Linked DNA regions of Triticum aestivum: region 1 is linked to region 2. The links are chromatin contacts, called in public Hi-C maps. All regions are on one chromosome and are shown on one strand. The core of a region is the stretch at or near the end of the contact, and the rest is flanking DNA. Distances in the headings are between cores, read along the strand shown. Region 1 holds the start of LOC123093284 (fatty acyl-CoA reductase 2, chloroplastic). Region 2 holds the start of LOC123093283.

Evidence for each region. Hi-C and Micro-C count contacts between places; a contact is called where the count stands out from the background.
Region 1: a Hi-C map of leaf shows a contact between it and region 2, with 7 times the contacts expected there. The contact joins the promoter of LOC123093284 here to the promoter of LOC123093283 in region 2. A contact is called at or near these places in 4 of 5 Hi-C or Micro-C datasets (leaf and root) and 1 of 1 datasets of contacts at active chromatin or transcription factors (leaf).

What each region holds. Positions count from the first base shown.
Region 1 is chr4B:565,712,372-565,718,576 of IWGSC CS RefSeq v2.1, reverse strand. It overlaps LOC123093284 (fatty acyl-CoA reductase 2, chloroplastic), which reads right to left and starts at 2,287. Exons shown (of 9, transcript XM_044515204.1): 1 at 1,614-2,287; 2 at 1,406-1,509; 3 at 1,107-1,306; 4 at 889-989; 5 at 535-757; 6 at 276-437; 7 at 101-182. The coding sequence starts at 1,965.
Region 2 is chr4B:565,355,494-565,360,900 of IWGSC CS RefSeq v2.1, reverse strand. It overlaps LOC123093283, which reads right to left and starts at 2,185. Exons shown (of 3, transcript XM_044515202.1): 1 at 1,717-2,185; 2 at 1,288-1,629. The coding sequence starts at 1,947. It overlaps LOC123093282, which reads right to left. Exons shown (of 5, transcript XM_044515201.1): 3 at 5,237-5,336; 4 at 4,957-5,105; 5 at 4,028-4,693. The coding sequence ends at 4,463.

The DNA.
Region 1 (6,205 bases), core at 1,038-3,537, 360 kb before region 2:
TTGCCAAAGGACACAACAAGAAAGCCATTAGCATCTGCGAGATCAGCTCCATGGCCTCACTGCGTACATTTGCTTAATTAGGGAATGCGTAGCTGATTACCACGTCAAGAACGCCGGCCGGATCGGCGAGGAACCCGCTGAGCTGCCCTTTGCCGTAGTAGAGGACGACAGGGTCCATCATCCTGTTCGAGCAAATCAATTGGCCAATGGAAATCAGAAACAGAATGTTGATGAACTCTGCAAGATCGTACCACATTCTACACTCACGTACGTACCTGTTCCCTTCCATCCAGCCCGGGAAGGGGTCTCTCCAGGTGCTCTCGATCACGCTCGGCCTGATGGTGACCACGGGGATCTCCCCTCGCATGCTGTTGATCACCATCTCCCCCATGGCCTTGGTGAACACGTAGGTGTCCTGCCACCCATGGAGCTTCGCTCTACAGGAGTAACCAGCACGTTCAGCAAATCAAACTAATGTCGCACCTTCAGACCGAGACCAAGGAGGTCATGGCAAGAAATGTATGCATTGCTTACCTCTCTAGCCCCAGATCCTTCATCTCCTGAGAGAACGAAGCCGAGTCATCATCGGCGCGCCTTCTCGAGTCGAAGGCCAGCTTGATCTCCGCCTCGATGTCCAGCACGGCGTTCTTGTGCTGCTCCGAAGAATCCGAGGATCCAGCCGACCCTTTCCCTATGGTGTCTCCCAACCGAAACGGCTTCTCCAGCACGACACCCTGCCTCTGCCCGTTCACATACGCTGCGATCATGCATGGTTATTATGTCATGCAAATGCAACACAACCGTTGGAAACCCCCCCAAAGGGAAAATTCTAAGTAAACATCGCTTTCACGCGGAAAGGATTCATTTGGCAGATGGCATGAGCCTGACCTGTGGACACTTGCAGGAAGAGCTTCAGCCTTCGAAACCGATGCGCGAAACTCATTATCCGGAACGGCCCCACGGTGTTGATGTCCATGGCGACATCATACCTGGTTGAATATTCAGATGTAAAATTCTGTTTCACACGATGGAGTGACTGAATCTTGGAGCAATGCAAAAACTCTAGCTAGAAGACAAGTGCACGTATATATTATAGAAGGACGAACCTCTCGTCGAAGGTGGTATTGGCGGCGGAGTTGACGATGATGTCCACCCGCTCCGCGATCTCATCGGCCAGCTCGGGGGCAATGCCGATGTTGGTCTCCCTGACGTCGCCAACTACGGGGACAAGCTTTGTCGCTATGAAACCTTGGTAGTCTTTGCCGTGGATCTCCTGCAGGCGCTTGAACAGCTCCGTGTCCACCACCTGCACGAATGCCGCGCACGGGAAAATGGAAAAGAATATCATCGTTTGGATGAAGATCAAAACTGGTAGGGTTAGGGTATGGTTAGTTAGTAGTCATACCTCATTTTGCAGTCTCTGCAATGCCGTCTCGCTGTCCTTGGCCTTGATCAGCACGTATATCTTGCCCACGTCAGGGTTCGTCCTCAAGATTTTCTCGATCAGAACTGACACGGTAGATAAATAAATTCGAAACGAAATCGAGCACGAAAATGGCAGCGATAATCAAGTGGAGGCAGAGAGAACTATGAAGATGGCGACATAAACGTACCTTTTGCTAGGAAGCCAGTCCCGCCGGTGATGAGGAAGTTCTTGCCGCCAAGGAACTCCTGGATCCCGAGCCCGTCAGCGTGATCGTGACCACCCGCCTCCCGCGCCGAACCGGGCCCGGAGCTCTTGCCGTGCACCGGCAAGGAAGGCGGCCGCGACCCACCCGACGAGCCGCCCAGGTACCCGTTGGCGATGCCGCACGACAAGCCGCCGTCGGCGGCAGTGCGCCTCCTCGACGACGACGACGACGACAATGCAACCACGCTCCTCCCGTGGCCGCCGACGCCGCCGGCGAAGCCCGGGCGCCTCGCGGCGGCGACGGCGCGGGAGAGGTTCACGCACGAGCTCCCCATGGCGCCAAGGAGGGAGGTCACCGTCGTCAGGTACGGGCTAGGTACGTACAGAGGGTAAACGATCGATGTTGCTGCGGTGTAGAACCGGAGGAGATGGCGAGTAGGTGGGCGGTGCGCCGGGTTAAAAACCAGCTACTTCCTGCCTGCTAATCACCAGGCGAGTAAGTCACCTACAAAGCTCTCGGATGGTGGAGCTGATCGGCAGGGGCCGGGGTGGAGGGAGGCTGCGAAGAAGTTGCATGCATGGGGCTCGCTAGCTCGCTCGATCAGGAAGCTAGCTATCGAAATGATCTTTTTTGCCGCCGGCCGGGCAGACAAATATGGCGCGCCGGCAATTTATACCGCCGTGCCGTGGGAAGAACACGAAAAGAGTCTGGCCCCCGAAGTCTTTTGCCTAACTCGTGCGTGGCCGCCTTGGGGCAGGGCGCGCATGCAAAGTTCGTGCGCGCATGCTCTTCTTGGAAACGCAGTCCTACTGTAGCATAGCGTCCGTGCAAATAAGTGCAGCCCGAACTAGTACTGTAGCTTTTTGACGGCGGAATGAATGGGCCACTTAAGGAGAAAATGAAATCGCATCAACCTCATCCGGCCTAATCAAGGTACATGCCAATGACATTAGAAACACATTGGGAAAACCAAGGAGGAAATGAAGTGGCATGTGTGGGTGTTTTTATTTGAAACCATTTGGGTAAAACTTATAAGGGAAAATGGGTTTTTAACCCAAGCTAATGAAGACCAGGAAATGCTTTTTAAGAATCGTCAAATCTATCAGACTAACTAAACATGCCTTTAGGTCAAATATACATGCATTGAGATGGAGCATAATGCAGCAGTTAGAGCAACTCCATCGCGCCGACACAAACGGACGTGCGTTTTGTCCGCTTTTTATCCGTTTGGTCGGCTTGTTCACCCCTTTTGGTGTTTGGATCGGCCGTGCGCCCAACGCGCGGACGCATTTTCGTCCTCAAGGCCGGCCCGCGATCATTTTTAGCTCTTTTTGCAAACATATGAAAATTTGGTCTTGGTTCACGTAATTCAAACAAAATATAAATATCTCATAGTTTCACAACCAAATAAAATCTCATAGTTTACAAGCCAAAAAAATTTAATTATCAAATACATAAAAAAAGATAGCCGTTACATCTATAAGTTGCCAATGTGAGCCCACATATACTCAACCAAATCATTTTGCAGTTGAATATGAGTTTCTCAATCACGCATTTGATAATGAAATTCGGTTAACTGCGCAAATGTTGTCACTCCTCCATGCTCGACCACAATATTTTCACCCTGAAACTGAAACTCTTGGTCGTAGATACGTTCCGGCCGCTCATCCTCTACGACCATATTGTGCATGATCACGCAAGCAGTCATCACCTCCCACAAGTGCTCCAAGTTCTAGCAGGATACCGAACGATGCCCATCGAGATTGAAGAACACCAAAGGCATGCTCCACATCCTTCCTAGCACTCTCTTGCTCTTGGGCAAATCTCTTCCTCTTCTCTCCTATAGGTTAGGGATTGTCTTTGCAAGAGTAGTCCACTGAGGATAGGTACTGTCGGCTAGGTAATATCCTTTGTTATAGTGGTGGCCATTGATCTCAACATTGACCTCCAGGCAGTTTCCTTCTGCAAGCCTTGCAAACACCAAAGAGCGTTGAAGCACGTTGATATCGTTGTGAGATTCGGCCATGCCGAAGAAAGAGTGTCAAATCCAGAGATCTTGTGAAGCCACGACCTCAAGTATGATAGTGCAAGCTTTGACATGGCCCCTATACTGCCCTTGCTAAGCAGAAGGACAGTTCTTCCAGTCCCAGTGCATACAATCTATGCTACCAAGCATCCCCGGAAAGCCCCTACGGACATTGATCGCCAATAACGGGCTGTATCTGCACCATTTGGCTCTCTCAAGTGCTCCGGGCCAAACACTGCTATCACAGCCTTGCAGAACCTATACATGGAGTCTAGGCACGTGGACTTGCTCATTCAGACATTCTCATTAATGAGATACCGAAAAATCTGTATGCAAGCATCGGAATAGTTGCAGTGCATTTCTGATAAGAGGAGAAGTCAATCTTTCCTAGGGCATCCTCCTTACACTCAAAATACTTATCGTATGCTACCACTCCCTCTCGGATATAGTTGAACAAGCCATACGAAAGCGGCGCTGGAATAGGTTGTGTTTGAAGAGCGGGTAGGGGGACTCGAAGTAGTCCTGCCAGAGTAGGCAATGGCCGCTGCTCCCTTAGTTGCAATTGAACGCCGGAGTGTGCCCCGGGATCGAGCCCCTAAACATGGGCCGCTGCCTACTAAGGTGGTCATGGACGACCCATACATCAGCCACAAGCTCCTCATCGTCGGATGAAGAATCATCAAAGTCGTAAATGAAATTGTGAAAAAAGAACTCGTCGACGGAGTCCATTTATACCTTGCAGGCAAACCGTCGAACAACTTGCGGGCGTCGTGGAAGAAGCTGGTCGATGAAGAGCCTCGGGCCTCTCCTGGACCAGCTAGAAGGCTTGTCGGTGTCCAGCGGGCATGGCGGAGCCGGACGCTGCGCATGGGTGCTGCGGGCAGGGGGTGGCGGCGGCGACATCGTGATGTTGCGGTGGCGGTGGTAGCAGCGACGTTGGAAGGTGACGTGCTGCGGGGGGAGGTATGTGGGTGTGGACGGCTAGCATGTGCACCGGAACTGGGCGCCGGCGGCGATGGGTGGGGCGGCCGGGTTTGCTGGATGTCGCTGGGAGGACGATGAAATTGCCAATGTGCCACCGACTGGTGGGCCAGGGGAGGACAAGGGCGGCGTCGCGCACATCACACGCCTGAAATGGGTCGTGCGTGGACAAAAAATGAACGCTCATCCATTTGGGTCACTGCGTTGGGCCGTCTTTTGTGTCTGTTTCGATCCAAATGAACACGCACAGACAATTTGGGTCGGCGCGTTGGAGTTGCTTTTATAGTGCACATGGATGTAGCTAGGGGATGGACAAGGTGGTCCATGGTCATCCTAGAAATTCCTCGAAGCCTATATATGGCGCACAAAATATTTTTAATGTAATTAAATTCATATTAATATTTTCAATGTTGGTCCACACTGACCCCTTGGGTTGGCTATATCCCTAAGGTGCCATTTGTCCCCGGGGATAAACTCCAAAATGATCATGCGTTGTCGGCACGTATGGCAACCCGTGGAACATATTTATCGTGGGCAATGAAAACATGTCCTAGTAGAACAGAAGGAGATTCTCAGGGCTCAAGAGCTTTGTTGCTCGGTTGCCTTGGCCTGTTTCCGCGGCTAGCACGAGGAGGATGAGGCGCCAGAAGCAAGAAGGGAGCAAAGGCATCTCGCGGTGCGCCAAGGCAACAACCATCGCCATATACAGAGATGTACTCCCTCCGTTCCTAAATGCAGTGGCGGTGCCAGAAATATTGTCTTGTGTAGTCAATTTGAAATTGTGTAGTCAAATATACAAATTTATACAAATTTATTTCACTATTTCTACACCTATATGCTAGTTTCACCAAAAAGCTGGGCAGTCAATTGACTACCCAGCTTGTACGTGGCTTCGCCACTGCCTAAATGTATGTCTTTTTAGAGTTTTCAACAAGTGACTATATACGAAGTAAAATGAATGAATCTACACTTTAAAATATGTCTACATACATCCGTATATTGTAGTCTATTTGAAATGTCTAAAAAGACTTCTATTTAGGAACGGAGGGAGTACATGACAACCATCTCAAACTTTATTTTTTTGAAGTCACTATTAGGCCTTTGCAGTTGTGGAGATTTGAGTCAACTAATTTGCCTTTTGATAATGAGGGTGTGGATAGGTCTCAGTCAACTGAGATTTAACCATGTTTCATGCAATTGATACAGTGTATTAGAAGAAAAAAAACTAAAAAGAAATTTTTTATACGAATCTCTGTGCAAGATCAAAGGAATATAGCATCGGCTGAGACATAAGGAAGTCTCAATCGATTTAGCAAAACTGTTTGACAATTAGTATTTTCATGGATGTTCATGGTGACACGGTTGTGTTTATCTTAATGCTCTAGTTTAAATGATGACATGGCTTAATGTGGTTTTCGGTAGGTTTCAACTGAAAATAAAGTGAGATGACAATATTACATCAAAACAACTAATCTGATGATATAAGTCACTATCATCATCAACAAAGGATTGACTCTTTAAATTACGTCCCTGTCATCGCTTTTCTAAAATACGCAAAAACATGTTG
Region 2 (5,407 bases), core at 936-3,435:
CTTCAGCGTCGAGTTTTACTGCCTAGTTGCTAGCGTTGGTTGGGACAGCTTTGCTCAGAATACCAACTGACGACCTACATCATTAAGATAGCATTACTCATTCAGTAAAATTTACCACAAAATCTGCCGTTAAGGTTTCCTTCCGCAGATTGGAACGAACTATGATCTGCGGAGTATATATATAGTTCTATACAATCCTGGAAATGTGGATACAATTTTTTTTCTGGATAAATGCAGTGGTATTCGCAGGTCGTTTCCAAGCTGTTGAACAGAGCACATGCGTGCTTGAGATATCGATGAAGAACCAACATCCATGGTTCGATTTGGGAGTTGCTAAGATAAGATAACTAATCCTAAAGAAAAGCAGCCAATCTGCGTAGCTCAGTGAGCTCACACACATGCTGATCAAACATCTCCCAGTGGGCACTTTATCAAAGATGAGGGCAGATATTCTAGCCCCATGTGAGGCAAGGCAGAATGAGTCAGGCTAATCTCACCACGACCTAATGCAAGCCTTGTAGCCGCCAAGTCAAACAAGACATGGATCTCTCTCTCTCTCACACACACACAAGGGAGGGAGATGTGAGGCATGGCATGCAGGATCAGTAATGACAGCCATGAGCAGTGAGGCAATGGCATGGCATGGCATGCGGCGCTGGTGTGCTACCAGCTACGGATCCCAAGATAACAACTGTGCAGTGCGCATACGTTGGGGTAGTAGTGAGTAGTACTACTATATCCATTATCCAACCGCTTTTTAACAAAGATTCTTCCACTTGTTCCCGCCCTCCGACTGATTACATGGTGGATCTTTCTCAGTTTTAACTAATCAGTACTCGTACTGGTACGTCCTATGTGCCGGCCGGCCCTACTGCATGCGCTGAGTGGCACAGGGAGCGCGCGCGGCGCACAGATGCAAAGCAAAGCGGAAAAGATCATGCGCAAAAGCGGGTTGCAACGGGGAAAGAAAAGGTAGAAGACGCGTGGGGACGGCCTGTCATGGGCACGCCGCAGAGCTAGTATAGTGGCAGTAAACACGACGGTGCATGGGAGGCATGCGGTGCCATGCCGTGGCATGGCCGGTGATGGTAACTAAAGCGGGTGCTAGAAAGGGGAAAGAAAAGGTACTGTGCTGGGGAAAGATGGAGGAGGATGCGGTGGGCGTCACGATGGTTGATGCGGCGGAAATGGCACCGCCAGCTCGCGCGCGGTGCGTGCTCGGGAGCGTGGACTGTGGAATTAGCGGCGGGTAGAGGTGAATGAATGAATGGATGGATGGCGACCAACCTGGAGGGCGCGGCGGAGTGGGCGCGAGCCGCCCCGCGCGGCGTGCGCGCCGAGCCAGGGCGTGCGGCGCCAGGCAACGCGGCCGTCGCTGCCGGCGGCGACGCTGTGGCCGGCCACGGCCATCTCGACGAGCCACATGCCGGGCGCGAGCTGCCAGACCACGAAGCTCCCCTCGTGGCACCGCCCGGCGTTTCCGTTGGCGTGGCCCGCTCCGGCAGGCTCCTGCAGCATCGCCAGCCGCACCTTGCCCGCCGCGTACATGCTCTTGGCCGTGCCCTCCAGCTTCCCGCACCCCGTCGTCGCCCTGAACTGCTCGATTATGTACTGCGCCGACGACGCCACCTGCGCAACCAACAGCAGCATACGTAAGCAAAGGCTAGCAGAAACCAAAGGCGCGAGCAAGGTAAGCATGGAAGGAGACATGCGTACGTGTCGGGGGAGGCGCGGGAGGATGGGCACGGGGGAGAGGGGGCAGGCGAGGACGGAGAGAAGCACACGGAGGTCGGCGGCGGGGCGGGCGTCGTCCCCGGCGGCGCCGCCGGAGAGGATGCGCGCCCAGCGGTGCAGCGTGGCCTGGAGCCCGGACCGCCGCCGCGCCCCCGACTCGTCCTCGGCGCCGGGCTCCTCGGCCAGCGGCTCCAGCGCCACCCTCGCCCTCATCTCTCCCTCACGCAGTCACGCTCGGTTCCAACTTCCAAGAACGAACGAGCCAACGTGCTCTCCCTGTCGCTTCTGTCGTAGCTTAGCTTAGCTGAGCTTCTGTGTCAGGCCGCCGCTGCCGCTGCTGCTGCGAGAGTTTGTTGCTAACTTGCTTGTGCGGCCTCGTTCGGTTATTATAATGCGAGTAGGCGGGCGGGCGGGGGAGCGAAAGCCGCTCGGCGAGTGCAACTTGCAACCTGCTCCTCGCACAGACAGCACGGCGCGAAATCTCTCTTTCTTGGTGATGGTTGGCGGCCACGGATGACGCGCCGGGCCCCAGCGTCCGCCGGGCCCCAGATGGCAGTGAGCCAGCTGAGTCCCGTTGTGGAGTGCGGGGGAAGGGAGGGAGGGGGAGCGTTCAAGGGAGGCAAGACGGCGACGGCGACCGGGAGAGGGAGCGCGGGCGGGCGACCGGACGAGGACGGAGTGGGGTTGGGGGAGCCGTCAAAATCTCGATCGCTCGCCCGATCGAGCGACCGGGCGGGCGCCCGTGCCGCACGGTCGCGCGTGCGTGCACCGCACCCGTCGGATGGGCTTCCCTTCTGGGTTTGGAAACAGGGGGTTTCCGCTTGTTTGTTGCTTGGCGTGGTTCGTGGCGACTCATTCATTCCGGTGGCCGTAGGCGCGTCGTCGATGGAAATCAAATCCGGGCGGTCTCTGTCCGTGGCGTGACGGGCGGGTGAGCTGACACGGACGACGGCGACGCCGCACCCCTCCTCCATCCGCCGGCGAGCGCCCCCGCCCACGAGGCCTCGCCATCAGTCCGAGACTTGAAGCCGAAGATCTCTCACCGTCTCTGTCTCTTTGCTCAGGTCGGCGCTCTCTCCTGCGTACGTGGACTCGTTCCGTCCAGCTGGAGTGAAACGTGTAACGTAACGCGCACACGACATGGCGTAGCCGTAGCGAGTGCCCGACTCATTCCATACTTCCAAGGATCCTTCCACGTACCCGGAGTGATCGTGTCGAGGGTGTATACACCAAGGGATTACCAACATCAGGATTCAGGAATCAATGGCGTGTAACGATCGCGTGCTCGTGTGCCACTGTACCCAATCGACGAGTCATATATTGTTTCTCTCCCTGCTCTGCTTTTGGATTCCAATAATTCCTGAATTTCAGCAATGCGCCCGATATATATAAATTGGTCTCGTACTTTATCATCTTCAATTAAAGGGTGGGCTCGGTTGCTGTCCGGGCAATCATCAGGGGCCCAATCTGTTCACCTCCACGTCCCTGGCACTGAAATTAATAGCGTCGATTTAAGCCCACAGGTAGAGAAAAAGAACGATTTCATTTCCTTTCACACCGGTCTGAAGTATTAACCCGGGTTTGAAAATTGCACAGCATCCAACCCAATTCCAAACAACAATCGTGTTTAGGTGGTACTGAAGTGTCCGAGCGTGCGTCCAGTAACATCCAGACTTACCCTACAAGGGTGAGCCGTGACGGTGACACAGCCAGTGCCAGCTACGTGCATTGTGTACGAAGCAAGTCTGGATGCAATGCAATGCACGCGGTGGCACTTTCAGCTTCGACGTAGCTATCCGGGGCGCCATTGGCCTAGTGGCCGGCTCGATTTGGTCAAGATGGTTTCCACAGGCGACCAAATTGCAGACAGTCGGCAACTTGGCATAGTAGTGCTACTGCTACCTAGGACGATGAGGGCATTACGCAATGATTCCTGGTGAGTTTGATTCGATGGATTTGGAGCCCGCCATGCCATTGACATGCCATGATAACGGAAATTGGAGGAGGGCGTGGCGTCCTTTTCGTCCAACTCGAGTGTGCTGCTCGGTTGGTCTGGGATAAGGCCATTCCATCCGTGCATGGCCATATGCTTCAAGGCCATTAAGAATGTAAAGTCCATTTTTGGGGGGAATTTAAGAATGTTAAAGCTCATGGCACTGATGATTTCAAGTTGCCTTTACTCAGGTTCAGTTCTGGTGGCTCCTGTTCTAGGATAAAAAAACAACATGTTGGCCCCAAAAGCAGGATAGTTTCTTCGGCAGGGCAGGGCTAATGTATTCACAAAGGTTCTTCATGATGGACACGCATGGTTCCATACGAACCTGCATACAAACAATCCAATTCTCACTCAACATTTAGAGCTTCAGGTCTCATATAAAGTAACTATGCATACATAAGTTCCTGCTGCGTGTCTCAGGGTTGCAATGCAAACAGGAGCCATAACAGATGCGCAAGGATACATGGGAAATTGACGAGAAAACAGCTACATGTTTGGCCAAAATGTCTTTTGTAGCTTGTCCACCGCCACCAGCACAGCAATATAGCGGTTTTCACCAACTCTTCTGGCAAAACAGATTACCAGCTTCCACACCGGCGAAAGTAAAATGTTTTCTAGGTTTTACACCTCAACTTCAACGAACACCATCTTGGCCCTTACCGGAAACACACCACTCATGCTTCTTACACAGCTTAACATCCAAGGCGGAGTGATTCAAAACACTGCACGCTTTTAGGTGGTAGTTTCAGTAGTAGGCTGCGACTGGGATGCGCGAGCCCGGGCTGCTGCCGCTCTCTCCAGCGCCTTGAGCCGGTTAGCCTCCATGCGCGCCTTCTGCTCCTCCGTCAGCTCAACTTTGCTTGGCTTGCTTCCGCCACTCTCCTCTCCATCTTGATGCTTCTCTGCCTCTCTTGGAGCCACAGGTTGTTCAGCGCCTCCATCGCCAGATCTTATTACAGGTTCCTGTTGTGCCATCAACGAAACAATGCATCACTTTTTAATCCGCATAACGCTCATACTAGAGTAACTAGAGTACAGAGTCCATGATGTCTAGGCATGGCTTCAGGATACTGACACTAACAGCATCTGCTACTAACAGTTTTTGCTTTTTTCAAGAACCTTCTATTTTCATTTCATGGATGGGATGAATCACACAGAACTTACGTATGCGTCCTTAGAGCTGACAACAGCCATGTCAAGTTAAACAAGGCAGAGTATTGACTTACATCGGCTGTCTTTTCGTATATTTCATTTAGCAAATCCTCTTGCATGGGATCCACGTCATCACTTTCCATCGCAAATGGGTCCACATCCTCATGATTGTCCGTCGACGGAGGTTCTGTCCCCAGGATTGGGTCTTCTTGTGTGGTTCCATCTGCAACAGAGTGAGCAATTTGGTGTTACTGGAATATAACAAATACAGGTTAGAGATACATGCAAGTACTTTTAATCTAGAATCATAAAGATTTGTGTATGTGCACTTTAAACAAAACAAAGAGGTCAGACCAGGTTCTCCCTCTGGTATGACTTCTTCCACTAGCGGTTGATGCAGTAGTGTAGGATCTCCCCCTCTGGCAACCCTTTCCTTCAATTCCAAAATGCATCTCTAAGATAAGGAAGGACAGTGTCAGTGAGGAATACATATGTCCAGGGAAAACAAGATCGATTGACATGATG